2 separate regions of the Oryza sativa genome follow, and region 2 is linked to region 1. The links are chromatin contacts, called in public HiCAR-type maps. All regions are on one chromosome and are shown on one strand. The core of a region is the stretch at or near the end of the contact, and the rest is flanking DNA. Distances in the headings are between cores, read along the strand shown.

Evidence for each region. HiCAR-type assays count read pairs that join an accessible place to other places.
Region 2: a HiCAR-type map of leaf shows a contact between it and region 1, with 2.4 times the contacts expected there. The contact joins the promoter of LOC4341453 here to the promoter of LOC4341426 in region 1. A contact is called at or near these places in 1 of 15 Hi-C or Micro-C datasets (seedling) and 1 of 4 datasets of contacts at active chromatin or transcription factors (leaf).

Annotation. Positions count from the first base shown.
Region 1 is chr6:24,214,109-24,221,157 of ASM3414082v1, forward strand. LOC4341426 (F-box/kelch-repeat protein At1g80440) reads left to right here and starts at 4,844. Exons shown (of 1, transcript XM_015785733.3): 1 at 4,844-6,298. The coding sequence starts at 4,959. The coding sequence ends at 6,104.
Region 2 is chr6:24,580,307-24,587,703 of ASM3414082v1, forward strand. LOC4341453 (protein OVEREXPRESSOR OF CATIONIC PEROXIDASE 3) reads left to right here and starts at 4,067. Exons shown (of 4, transcript XM_015788133.2): 1 at 4,067-4,245; 2 at 4,619-4,978; 3 at 5,147-5,446; 4 at 5,543-5,887. The coding sequence starts at 4,102. The coding sequence ends at 5,689. It overlaps LOC9267613 (a long non-coding RNA gene), which reads right to left and starts at 3,175. Exons shown (of 2, transcript XR_010741815.1): 1 at 2,730-3,175; 2 at 550-922.

The sequences.
Region 1 (7,049 bases), core at 3,594-6,093:
TATTGGGCTTTCTGTGAAATTCGGTCAATTCGGTTAATCGAGGGTGATGACCGAATTAACCGAATAAAATTCGGTCATCTAGCACATAAGACCGAAGTACTGACCGAATTTCTCGGTCTCCGTTTTTTCGGTTTGGTCTTTTTCTGCCCACCCTTACCTGGGCGATCACCCCTCCCCATATGGCTGGCTTTCTTTTTTGACACCGCATTACTTTCCTATTTTAGTAAATTTATACACCTAAAGTTTGTACACCTTAAGTTTACACATCTAAAGTTTATACACCTAATGATTAGAGATTCAAAGTTTATAAGTCAAAAGTTTATATACCCAATTCAAATTTGAATTTGAATTCAAATACTTTTTATATATAGTATTTCTATACATCTAAAGTTTATACACCTCAAGTTTATAGACCCAAATTTTATAAGTCAAAAGTTTATATACCCGATTCAAATTTGAATTTGAATTCAAATATTAATTTGAATTTGAATTCACATTTTTTTATATATAGTTTTTCTATACACCTAAAATTTATAGACCCAAAGTTTACATACCCGATTCAAATTTGAATTTGAATCTGAATTCAAATATTAGTTTATAGACCCAAAGTTTATAAGTCAAAAGTTTACATACCCGTTTCAAATTTGAATTTAAATTCAAATATTTTTTATTTATAGTATTTCTATACATAATTTTTTCCAACTTTATATTTTTTATTTTTTTAAAAAAATTATGGTGTAGTAGGAAGAGAAGAAGGGGAGGAGGAAGGGGGAGAGGAGCGTATAGGGGATGGGGATCGATCGCCCATTAGCGTCGCCCCGTGTGTAGAGCGCTTGGATGAAGGAGACAACGACCATTAATCGAGACACCTTCTTTTCTCGATTCCATCAATTTACACCTTCGTAGCGACTTAAAAGCCAATACTTAAAAAAATTAAGTTGAAAATATCTTAAATTTAAGTTTATTTTTCTCCTTCCAAATGTTCCAGGTGGTAGTAGAAAGAGCTTCATAAAACAAGAGTGAGGAAAGGAAATCCTCTGAGTTTGATGCACCTCTTTACTTTGGATTGGCATAGGGTCAGAGTTTGCAATATCACGCGAATACGAGCCTCATTACTTACCCATATTTTCTAATAAGGCAAAATAGTTTATTAGAAAATAAAAGTTAATTTCTAGGTTAAACTTTTATATATTTGTTCGTAACGACTTAAAAACCAATGTTTAAAAGAATTAAGTTGAAAATGTATTAAATTTAATTTTAAAAATTTAAATTTTGGCTTTTGTTTTGATTTATTAGGCCAAACGATGAAGTTCTACCTCGCTTATGGCAATCATGTTTACCGGGTACGATATTCTTATTAGTTTTTGAAACTATACGGTTTTTGGGAAATCTGAATTTGGTGCCGTCCGATGTAGAAGCCATTAACATACTCTGCTTCACGGTTTTTTTTCTTACTCCCCGTGTGTTTAGTTCACGCTAAAATTGGAGGTTTAGGTAAAATTGAAACGATGTGACGGAAAAGTTGAAAGTTTGTATGTGTAGGAAAGTTTTGATGTGGTGAAAAAATTGAAAGCTTAAAGGAAAAGTTTAAAACTAAACAGGCTCTGTTTGACTTTGACATACTCTGCACTTCTGCAGTCCGCTTGTTTGGCTTGAGACCAACGGATTCGCAGTTGTCACTCACCGAACTCATTCTTTATTTTGAGCTGTAGCGATTTTATGAACAACGTGGCAAACCTTAGGACGCTCTCTTGTTTTAGCTTTGACAGCAGCTAGCTTCTGTTCTTCCAAGCCTATCCATATGTTGGCTAAAGAATACGCTTCCAACATAAGCTAATCCTCCGAAAACGACGCAGGTTTGCGGTGGCTTTCAACGGAAAGGGGCGGCACGCTGCTAGGAACGGATCGAAAAACGGGAAAACGAAGGGGAGAAAAACAGCGGGAGTCGTAACGAAACCGGCAGGCGCACTGCCGAGCGGATCGACCCCGACGCGCCGCATCACCACGCGCTCCGCCACCCGACCGCCCGACGGCGACGCCTCGTCGCGCCTCCAGATTTTTCTTTTTCTCGCCTCTCTTCCCCCGCGCGCCAACACGGGCGCGTGGTGGTGAGAGCGTGAGGCGAGACGAGATAAGGCAGCGCGAGGTCGGGGGGATTAGCGGATAGGATTACCACTTCTCAATACCACCCGCGAACGAGCGGGGCCGTCCACTACATTCTGAGGTTCAGCCGCCTCTGGTTCCTACATAACCTCAAACTTTCATTCCCTCTTCACCAGTTCCCCTTAAACCAATCACACGGTTGGATGGTCATGGAGATGACGACCATTGAATCGACCAAGCGAGCCCGTCTTTTACGACATCTTCGTTTTTTGATTCCATCGCTGTTTTGGGTCTTTTAAATTTTTTAGCATACCCACGTCCCATAATGTTTGATATTGGTTAATGCACTAATCAACACCACCGGGTTAGCCATACTCTGTTTGCCAGTTCGTATTGCTTGCTCTGTTTAACATACTCTGCAGTCAGCTTGTCTTACTTGAGACCAACGGACTCCAGATAATATCACTCAGTGAACTCGTTCTTTATTTCGAACTAGCTGGTTCAATGATTCTAGAAACAACTTGGCAACCCAAGCTCGTCTCCCATTTCGGTTTGACGGCAGCAAGGCTTCTGTTCTTCCAAGCGTTATCCATAATTCCATATGTTGGCTAAGAATACGCTTCTTACTTAAGCTAGACTTCGGAAAAAGACGCGAGTTATTAGAAAAGATTGCTGTGGCTTAATGGCGTGGCAAGAGACAGAAATCGCAGGCTCCCAGCACACTCCCGTCATAAAAAAAAACGAAGAGAAAAAACAGCGGGAGAGCCGTATCGAAACCGTCAGGCCGTATGGTGGATCCGGAATTCCGGATACATAAGCGCTGTGCCGCCGCCGTTCGATTCGATCGATCCGACGCGCGCGCCGCATCACCACGCGCGATTGCGTGGCAAGCTAGCTAGCGACCGCTCCGCCACCGTTCGTCAATCGTCACAGCCTCCCCCGCCCACGACGGCGACGCCTCGTCGCGCGCCTCCAGATTTTTCTTTTTTACCCTTCCCCACCGCTCGCGCGCGCGAGAGCCAGCCAGAATCAATCGCGAGGGTGAGGCCGGCTGCGCGAGACGCGGGGGGCCCCTGGGCCCTGGCGTGGCGAGACGAGACGAGATAAGGCAGCGCGAGCGAGGTGGGATTAGCGGATAGGGCTTACCACTTCCCGACACCACCCGCGAACGCGCGCGCGGTGATTCCGTTCCACTTGCGTTACTACCGGGCCCTGCGAGGGCAACTAGGCAGGCATGCAGGCAGGCGGCTGTCCGGATCACCGGAGAAACCCACCCGTTGTTTTTCTCCTCCCGTTTATTTTCTTTCGCTCTCTAATAGTCTAATCTCGCGTACGTCGCTGTCGCTAAAAATCCCGGGGGCGGCGCGACGTTGCGCGTGGTGTAGCGGAACTGCGTGCACAGCACAGGCACAGCAAACAATTCTCGGTGTGGTCATGATGCCTAGTACTACTATAGTAATCCTTCCCGGTCCCGGCGTTTAGCAATGAACTTGACACGACGCCGCTAGTTCGGCAGCAAGCACGTTCACGCGCCGTCCGGCTCGCTGGACTTGACGTGTGGCGCCGGCCGGCGGCCGCGCGGCTGCTCGATCGCGGGATCGATCCGTTCGTTCATGGAGGCAGGCCGAACCCGGTCTGACCTTAGCTTGGCCGCGGCGGCTTCTGCTCCTGACGCCGTGACGCGTGCACACTCTTCGGCAATAATGAGCCTCCGAGTCTCCGACGTGTGGCCAGGAGGAGAGAAAACCGTAGCGTTCAGAGACGGCACCCGGCTCGCCGCAAAGCGTATACAGCTTCACGGGACGCGGCACATCAACCTGTTCAGTGGCGCGACTCCACGGGCGGCACGCGCGCGATACCTGCGCTGAGCCCTACACGTGTGCGACTGCGTGGAGAGGAGACAGTGCTAACCGAAATAAAAACCGTGCTACTAGTAGTAGCAGTAGTGAAATTGAAATATGGAAACATGATTGCACAGAGCGTGTTTACTACTCTTATTGCTACTAGTACGTGTGTTTGTAGAAGACCGGCGGAAAGTGTGAGGAGGGTGACAAGGGGAATCCGGAATCCCCAAATCCAAGCGCACGGATTTTTGGAGGTCATGTGGGCCCAATTTGTTGGCACAGGTGTCCGTAGAACTATAACAGCTCGGTCTTTTGTTGCATTTGCGTGTACAGTACTACTAGTAAAATTGTAATGGTCGTGTCATGTCGTTCTTGTTTTACTTCCTGTGAAGTTGGCAACACCCGACGAAGGATTTTTGCTGTTTTCCTGGTGCAGATTGCAGAACGAAGCAACAGTTTCCATGTCGTATAGTGGAGTACTAAGCAGTTCGTTAGCCAAACGAAGTTGAACTAAGCATGACGACGGTTGAGATAAACCTCCACACAAACAGGCAATTCCCACAAACAGCCTCATCCCTTTACCTCGGCCAACATAAAAAGGATACTGCATCCGATGTGGCATTCTTACCCGAAACAGAGTCTCCCAAAATAAAACAAACCATATCATCTACTGGTAGATTAGTCTCAAAAGAGCTAATCTACTCAATTTTACACGTCACAGAGTCAAAAAAAAAACTAGAAAAAGCCAAACTGAAAGAAACATAAACCATAGCCGTGCAAGCAACGGGGCCCACATAAACCCCCCAAAAAAATCACGCAATCCATCCATCCCTCCATCCGCAGTCCGTTCCCTTCTTTCCCCTTGTATAAGTAGCGGATGCCACTCCCGCCACTCTGCCTTACACAAAACACATCAAACACACCAAGCTCAGACAAGAGAAGAGAAGAGAAGCCAAGAAATCATCATCATCTCACGCATTTCTTGCTCGAATTCCAGCTCGATTGAGCATCATGGGTTACAACGAGCTGATTCCGGGGTTGCCGGAGGAGGTGGCGAGGGAGTGCCTCATCCGGGTGGGGTTCGACCAGCTGCCGGCGGTGCGCCGCATCTCGCGCCAGTGGAAGGCGGAGGTGGAGTCGCCGGCGTACAACCGCCTGAGGAAGGCGGAGGGCCTGGCGCGCCCGGCGCTCGCGCTGGTGCAGGCGCGGCGTGAGCTCGCCGAGGCGGGCCCGGCGGCGGACAAGCAGTCGTCGGCCGGCGGTGTGCCGGGGAACTCGTACCGGATGGTGCTGTTGGACCCGGCGGAGGGGAGGTGGACGCCGCTGCCGGAGGTGGGTGGAGCGAGTGGGAGCTTGCCGCTGTTCTGCCAGGTGGCGGCGGTGGATGGCGGTGTGGAGGGGAGGAAGCGGCTGGTGGTCGTCGGCGGCTGGGACCCGGAGACGTGGGCGCCGACGGACTCGGTGCTCGTGTATGACTTCCTCACGGGCGCGTGGCGCCGTGGCGCGGCCATGCCGGGCCCGCGCCGGTCGTTCTTCGCGTGCGCCGCCGTCGGCGGGAAGGTGTTCGTCGCCGGTGGCCACGACGAGGAGAAGAACGCCCTTCGATCGGCGCTGGCGTACGACCCGGACGCCGACGCGTGGGCCGCGCTCCCCGACATGGCGGAGGAGCGCGACGAGCCGCGCGGGCTCTGCGTCGACGGCAAGTTCCTGGTCGTCGGCGGGTACCCGACGCCGGCGCAGGGGCGATTCGTCGGCTCCGCCGAGTGGTTCGACCCGGCGACGTCCACCTGGTCCGCCGTCCAAGAAGGCTTCGTCGACGACGGCGCGTGCCCGAGAACCTGCAGCGCCGCCCCCGAGGCCGGAGACCGCATGTACATGCTCCGCGACGGGCACCTCGTGGCGCGCCACGGCGCCATCTCCTCCGCCCCCGCGGCGTGGCGGCCCGTGGCGCCGGTGCCGGAGGACGCGCGCACCGCGGCGGCCGTTTCCGTCATCCCCGACGGCCGCGTCGTGGTCATCGGGTCCGACTGCCACGGCGGCGACCAGACGGTGTACACGCTGCGGGAGGAGGCCGGCAAGCCCGCGTCGTGGGCGCGCGCGCCGGCGCCGCCCGAGTTCTCCGGGCACGTCCAGGCCGCCTGCCTTCTAGAAATCTGAAGCGTATTACAGAAACTAAATTCCGTGTATAATTGTGTATCCATCTATGTACATATCACATATGTGTGAGTAGCAGAGTTCGAGTTTGTACAGCAACTTTTGCGAGGAAAAAAAATGGTTAAACGAGTGTATCAATTTTGAAATTTTTGATCAAATGACAGTGTGTGTTTGTAACAAACACACGCCTTTTCGCAGCTTGTGTTTGTTTGTTTCAGTACAGTTGGAATGTTCGTGGCTTCTAGAAACCGTTTCGTTGCAAAAGGCAAGCTGCTTACCTCGAGCGGAGACGCTCTGCTTCGAGATCGCAGTGTTTGGAAGCTTCTGGAATGGCTCAAGCACAGCGAATCTGACAATACGACGAGGAAGTAATGAATCCCCTTTGTCGTATCCGAACACATCCTGTGTCGTCTTCTCGCCGCATTTACTGCTGCTCCTTTCTTTCCCATTCATTTTTTTTCCAGGGCCAAATTCGCACTGAATTCATGCCCACAAGTACAGTACTCCCTACTCCTGAAACACAGGAAAAATCCCGTTGTGCATAGGCCATGTTTAGTTCTAAATTTTTTTTTTCAAACTTCTAACTTTTTATCACATCAAACCTTTTCATACACACAAATTTTCTATCACATCGTACTAATTTCAACCAAATTTCCAAACTTCAGTGTGAACTAAACACAACCATAGTTGAAATCTAGCTAAATAAAAGCAATTTTACGATTCTTAAGAAGATGCCATGAGATACCATTACCTATTTACTATGAGACTCTAAATATACAGTAGAAAAAGTACGCAGAAACCCGGGTGTGTGGTTTCCTGTCTAGTGGAGGTGAACATTTTTGACTCAAATCTGCAATTAACCCGGTGAAAGAGTCGGATCCAATCCACTGCACCCGACACCTGAGCAGCGCGGCAAAACCGCGCGCGAGCCACCATAAACCGCGACAA
Region 2 (7,397 bases), core at 2,817-5,316, 370 kb after region 1:
TTTTTGTCGAAATGGCTACGATTACGACAAACGAATTGCCATGGAATGGAGTTTGGCTTTAACTTCTTGTCTGGCACAGCTAGTGCTGGATCTAGAGTTTGTAAGTTAAATTACAGTGGATTAAAATTTTATATTTACTTTAAAACAAGAAAAAAATTATTCATCTAAATACTATCAATGTAATCATGGATTGTAATGTAATCATGTAAAATTATCAATGTAATCATGGATCTAAATATTATAAATGTAATCATATATATTTACTTGTATGAACTATCATTTGACCCTTTATACACCGGGGGATGCAATCGAAGCACAGAATAAAAGGATAACTTACAACAGAGGTATATGCACAACACAAACTGGAGGCAAGCAAAGAAATCACATGTTCTCTTTTTCGCCGGGCCAGCAAAAGAAACCGGCCAAGTTTTGTATTAAGAAGGAGAGAAAGTTTTACAACAGACCCTAGACCAGAAAAGGCTTAGGCTACAGAAAAACTTCACATCGATTTAGACAACAAACAAGCACAGCTGCTAAAACCTCAGCAAATTAGCTGCCAGCGAAATCACATATTCATGTGTATAGAATTTGGAAGAATAGCATCAGATGTAAGTATTATACATGCTTAGTGTAGGAAAAGAGTACACACTTCCTTTGTATACAAACTGTAATGGTCGCCAAATCATCTCATCTCCAATCTAAAGTTCAAAGAATATCTATACCGAAAACAGCTACCCTTTTCAGGGGAAACCAAAAAAATATAACTGTAGTAGATGAGCTTCTTGCTGTGGTAATCTTTTTGTAACTTAATGTCTCTGTGTTTTACTTGATCATGCCTGATCTAGTTCACTTGTATTTTGTTTTCTCTATAAACTCTACATTGTGGCGTCAGATCCACTTGAAACACCCATTGGTTATCAATCTGCATACATCAGAAAAATCATTGACGTCAGAAAGCATTTGGGTGCGAAAGCAAACATAACCATATTTATGCAAAATCACAATGACGGGTGCAAGCTAAAACACAGGGTAGAGAGGTGCCTTGCATATATGGGTAGAAAGAGGGAGCTTATGCCCCAACAGTGAGGCCTTAAGGGGAAGGACCCTATCTACAATGAGCAATCAAATATATAAGAAGGCCTAGATTGCCAAGTCATTGCAAAATCAGTTTATGTGTATTGCAGTTGAAAGCACATTTCGATCTGGTGTCACACTTCTTAATCAACTGATGATTGCTATAAAAAATTGGTTCATCGGTCACGAGGTAGAGTAACCATAGCAAAGAAATTGATGTGGTTTAGTAGTGGTGGCATACAAAGGGACTGCTCTGAGGACAAGTGCATAACATCCCATGTTGCACTGCGATGTCACAACAGAGCATATTTTCTACAGCGATAACTGATCGAATAAAAAAAAGATATATATGTATGTGACAGAACTCCAGGATGCAAAAACAAGCGTTGAAACTGCAAAGTGGAGAAAATCCATTTATGAGGAGTGAAAGACTTTAGGAGCCTCAGGGAAGCATCTTTAGCATCGGATGCTGGAGATGATCCCCATTGCATGCTAAAGTTCTTTTCAAGTTCGACCATTGTGTATATTATATTCCTATCACATCACATGTAATCAGCTGTCAATTTCTCTCAAACAATGTCAATTATTTCATCAATAAAAGTTTACCCTACTGGTTGAACCAATCTGTCCCATTATTTCTTTACAAAATATAAATATAGCTTATACTAATTTATGGTTGTTTCTCTTTTGCGAGTACAAATCGGACGCACGCACACTAAGGATAAAGCAAACTCAAAGAGACAGGAAGGAAGGTTGGAGGTTGATTACCATAAACAAGGATCAATCTTTCTCTAACCCAGATCCTCCAACATCTCTTCCTCATAAGCAACAAAAGCTTGCATGTAACTAACAGGATTTTTTATGATTGGCAACTAGTTAAGACTATCAGTTTATGTCTTCTTGTTTTTGCCGTACTTCCATTTCACCAAAGGTAAAGAAACATTTTGCAAAAGAAGTGCTGAAGCAACTATATTTCATGAATTTCTTTTTGAAACAGGAGTTCTAGCACTCACATTAGAGGGGATGGACTGCCATAGTAGCATGCCAATCATCCCCAATATCCAATAACTCGAGTGGTCGGGAGCTTAAACTGTTAAACAACCTCCTCACCACCAGACCATTCGTCTTTCCTCTTGAATTAATTCTAGTGCAGATCTGCAAATCAGTTATTTTCGCTAAGATCGGACTGAGCAAGAAGGAAAAGGGCTAATCCTGACGGGAAATCAAACGATCTCAAAGGAGAAAGGAACAAAATTGATGCACCCAAGGGAATATATTAGTCTGCTTGTACTGACGAGGATTGCGGAAACATCCCAAAAAAAAGCAAATTCAGCAACGAAATTTACAAGCAAGCAAGAAGAAACAAGAGGAGTAGAGAGTTACAGATTGCAGTGAGACGATACCAGTCTTGATATTGTTGGGATTATTAAGCATTTTCCTGAAACCATTTCGGATCGTTGCTCAAAAATTTTCAACTTGATGCTGGGATGTGATTCGTAAATAGATCATACAGACAAGAAGCGCACTTTTTCCAAGAAATGGGGGCAAGATTCGATCAGATCATGCTCACGCCGCGACGATCGCTATCCTACTGAGCTAATTAGCATCTCGCCATCGACATAGAGAGAGAGATATGGAGATTAGTTGGTGCTCACCGAAGAGGCTCAAGAGGCGGAGAGCCAGAGGAGGAGGGCGCAGAGGATCAGCACGAGCGGGATGCAGTGCACGGCGCGCTGCAGCGCCCGCGCCCGCGCCGCCTCCCTCCGCCCCGCCGCCGACTGCGGGTCGCACGTCGGCAGCCCCACTCCTTCGATCTCTCCGCCGCCGCCGCTGCCGCCCTCCGACGACACGCGCGCCCCGCTCGACGACCGCCGCATCACCCCCGCCTCGGCGCCTCCTGTCCTCGCCGACCGATCAACAGCGCGGGGCGGCGAGGCGAGGCGACCGCAACACGCAAGTCGGCGACCCTGCGCTGCGCTGCGCGCGTGCCGGCGACGACGAGCTCCTCGCCTTCCTCTTCGCCGCCGCCGCCGCCGCCGCGTTGGCGTCGTCTTCTTGACGCGTCTCTGACCGGTTCGGCTAACTACCCACTCCTACTGCTAGATGGGCCCCACATCTCTCCTACTGATATTGAGCCCAACAAAGACCACGTATTATGGGCCTAAAGTTCCAGCCCATTTTATTTATGAAATAAGTTCACTTCAGATCCCTCATCTTAACGTCCCGTTTGAAATCGCGCGTCCCTGAACCACAATATCATATACTTCCTCCGTTTCACAAACGGATGAAGTATAATGTATCCCTCAACTTGTGATGCCATATTACACGAGGTCCCATAATAGTATTGTGCACCGGGTTCAACTAACGTGACGATTTGACCGCGATCAACTTGGCTGAGTTGGTGTGGGACCCACCTATCAGTCTCACACTCCTCTTTTCTTCTTCCATTTTCTTCTTCTTTTTCTAGGCTTCTCGCTCTATGCTCCATGACAGGACACAACGCGGCACCGACACCGGTGACCACCTAGACTCCGACGAGGATGGTGGTGATAGTGGCGAAGCACGGGTGCGTCCCTCGGACATTGGATAATCCGGTATTGCAGTCATGTTCTTTTCTCCAACAAGAGTTGGATTAAGATTAAGATTTTCGTGGCACGCGGTGCGTTTCGTGCAAAAACTTTCTATATGAAAGTTGCTCTAAAATATCATATTAATATATTTTTCAAGTTTGTAATAATTAAAACTCAATCAATCATATGTTAATACCATCTCATTTTACATAAAAAACTTAATCTTAATCTTCATCTTCGGACAAAAGAACACCATGCAAAAGTGAAAACTCGACGTAAAAATAGAGAAACCGAAAGTGAACTTATTTTATTTTATTTATGGGCTAGAACTGAGGACAAAATGGGCCCAGACGAAGAGAGACGGCCCATTTGGATTCTGGACTCTGCGAAACCAAAAATCCCACGGAGAGGAGGGCAGAGGTGGGAGCGAAAATATCCGAAGAGAGAGCTCGCGGAAATGGCGGCGATGGTGGGGGCGCCGCTCGCCGTGGCCGCGGCCGCCGCCGCGCCAGGGGCGCGAGTGTTCCTGGCACGGCCGCTCCTCCGCCGCTCGCCGCGGGGCGTCGCCTGCGCCCTTCGCCGGAGGCCCTCCAAGTACAAGGTCACCTCGCAGTCACTGCTTCCTCCTCTAAACCCCTCTTCTTCTTCTTTTTTTTTTACTGTAGATGTAGATAGAGTAGTGTAGATGAGATGGCGCCCTGCGAGCGACTGGAAATTCGGGTTGGTGAATTGCTGAATTTGTTGCGTTTTACACCTACTCATCGAGAGGAGTTGCAGAATCGTTTATAGTGTTTTCCTTATCGTACTGACCTTATCTTATTCTGTAGTTGGAGAATATTATCGATTTTTTTTTTTGTTTGTTGCATGCATATCTTTATCTCGGATGTGTTTGAGATTTATGTGTCTGTCCCCTAAATGTTCCCTCACGTAAGCTGTGGCTGGAAGGGTTGTTGATAAAATGTTATGTATTCCAGAATAAAATCCAGAATGAGGAGGTTGTAGTAGAGGATGATATTGGCGGTGGTGGTGAAGACGATGACGACGCGCTGGAAGCACTTTTTAAGCAGTTGGAAGAAGATCTCAAGAATGATGATTTGTCTGTTGAGGATGATGACGATGGAATTTCAGAAGAAGATATGGCAAGATTTGAGCAGGAGTTGGCAGAGGCAATCGGGGATATTGCTGATGCTGATGAATCTGGAGAGGGTTCGTCATTAGGCTCTGAGGCTTATGGGAATGATGAAAAAACGGATGAAATCAAACGGCCAGAGCTGAAAAACTGGCAACTTAAGAGGCTGGCTCGTGCTCTCAAAATAGGTCGCCGTAAAACTAGTGTGAGTAGATAAATATCCACTTGGATTCTAATTAATTTCCATTTCTGAAATCTGTTAGTTTCTGTTTGTAGGAAGCGTTCCTTTATAGTAGTAATAGGTATATATCCAAACTTTAAATTATCGAAGGTTTTTTTTTCTGTTGTCTTATATGAATTGTTTCCATTGCAGATAAAGAATCTTGCAGGGGAACTAGGCCTGGATAGGACTTTGGTCATTGAATTGCTCCGAAATCCACCTCCAAAACTTCTATTCATGTCTGATTCTTTGCCTGATGAAGACCCTTCTAAACCTGAAATCAAGGAAATAGAGCCCTCTCCAGTAGTTGATAACGCTGATGTCACTGAAACCAAGCCACAGACGGAACTTCCTGTTCATGTCATGTGCGCAGAATGGTCTTCACAGAAAAGATTAAAAAAGGTGCAACTGGAGACATTAGAAAGAGTCTACTCCCGAACCAAACGCCCTACAGTAAGTGAATTTTCCACTATGATCATCCTTTTCATTCAGTGGAGTACATTTCACTTCATTGCTTAAATTTTATGTTTGTTCTTGCATTGGATCCAGAATACAATGATCAGCAGCATAGTTCAAGTGACAAGCCTTCCACGGAAGACCATTGTTAAGTGGTTTGAGGATAGAAGGGAACAGGATGGGGTACCTGACCATCGAGTTGCATTCAAGAGATCCCTATCTGAGACCATAGCTAGTTGATAATTACTTCAAATTAGCATGTATGATGGTTTCCTCTTTGAACTATTTGCAAATTCTAAATTTGAATTTTTGAAGTAGAAGAATTTCTGCAAGCCCAATATGGAGTATGTTTTATATTAGTACTCCCATATCAACCAATGTGACAGGTACAACTCTTAATTGCCACTTTGATAATTTTATTTGTTGCACTCTGGACCACCATTTTGACTATTAGCTTCAGTGAAAGTCGGCTTGGGTTCTGTTGACCAGATCTTGATTTTCTGAATGATAAATGTCACAATAGATTCTGTCTTGTTCTTGCTTAGATTGGTTTTCTTATTGGAAGCAAGGCGTTTCACATAATCTTTTCTCTAGTCTGGTTTTTTGGGATATGTGCCCAGTAATCCCGTATATGTTTTTCTTTTATGCCAGAAGTATTAAGGGTGCGTTGGTTCCTGGGGGATTGGGTGAGAAAGCCCATTGTATTCCGCGCGCACACTTCCCAAACTACTAACCGGTGCATTTTTTGCAAAAATTTTCTATAGGAAAGTTGCTTTAAAAAATCATATTAATCTATTTTTAAAATTTAAAATAGTTAATACTCAGTTAATCATGCGCTAATGGCTCATCTTATTTTGCGTATCTTCCGAATCTTCTCAATCCACTTCTCCTCAAACTCACCCTAAGTGTAGGGATTTAAGATGAAGTTGTATGCCAGTAAGTTTGGGAAGGCAGCGACAGAGTAGCTGACACGATTGTGTTAAATGTTTTAACGTTCACATTTTTGAGTTGAATGTTTGTGGTCCACGATAGGTGACTTTTAGTACTCTATTAGATCAAACCCATGCTTTGCCTTACTTTAATCGAAATCGTGTTGCTATTTTCAATGTGAGTAGTTTGGGCTTGTGGTCAGCTCAGCTCTTTGCGTTGGTCATGTCATCATGAGAGGCTCATGTGTGAGTGACACAGAAGATTAGGTATATCTACAGGGTAGATATATTGTCACTTCTTTAGGAACACCAATCTATATTTATCAGTCTTTCAAAACTTTGCAACTCTATGATGATTTCTATTATGTAATATGAAATTGTTGCCATGTACTGTGGATTACTGGGGCAGATGGAGAAATTTCGGAGTTCATCAGAAGGAAACTATGTGGAAACAGGGGAGGGAGGTAGCATCTGGGGACCTGCAAGGCTGCAACACAGAGATAGTGAGGTTGGAAGGAATGAGAAAGACCTGTGGGGGCATGTGTGATTCAATCATTAGAGATATACTAAAAATTAGAGGGAGTAAACAGATGTTGGTGATTTACATATACATTAGATATTTATTCTGCACCTAAAATTCACCTGTCACCACTGAGTTAAAATCATGATCGATGCATTGTACCTTTGTTTTAGATGATACTCCCTCCGTTCCAAAATACTCCCTCCGTTTCGAAATGTTTGACACCGTTGACTTTTTAGTACATGTTTGACCGACCGTCTTATTCAAAACTTTTGTGAAATATGTAAAATTATATGCCTACATAAAAATATATTTAACAATGAATTAAATGATAGGAAAAGAATTAATAATTACTTAAATTTTTTGAATAAGACGAACGGTTAAACATGTGCTAAAAAGTCAACGGCGTCAAACATTTCGAAATGGAGGGAGTATAAGGCACAACCACTTTTAATCCAAAGACCAAGAAATAATTACTATCATCTCCTAGTTTGGATCA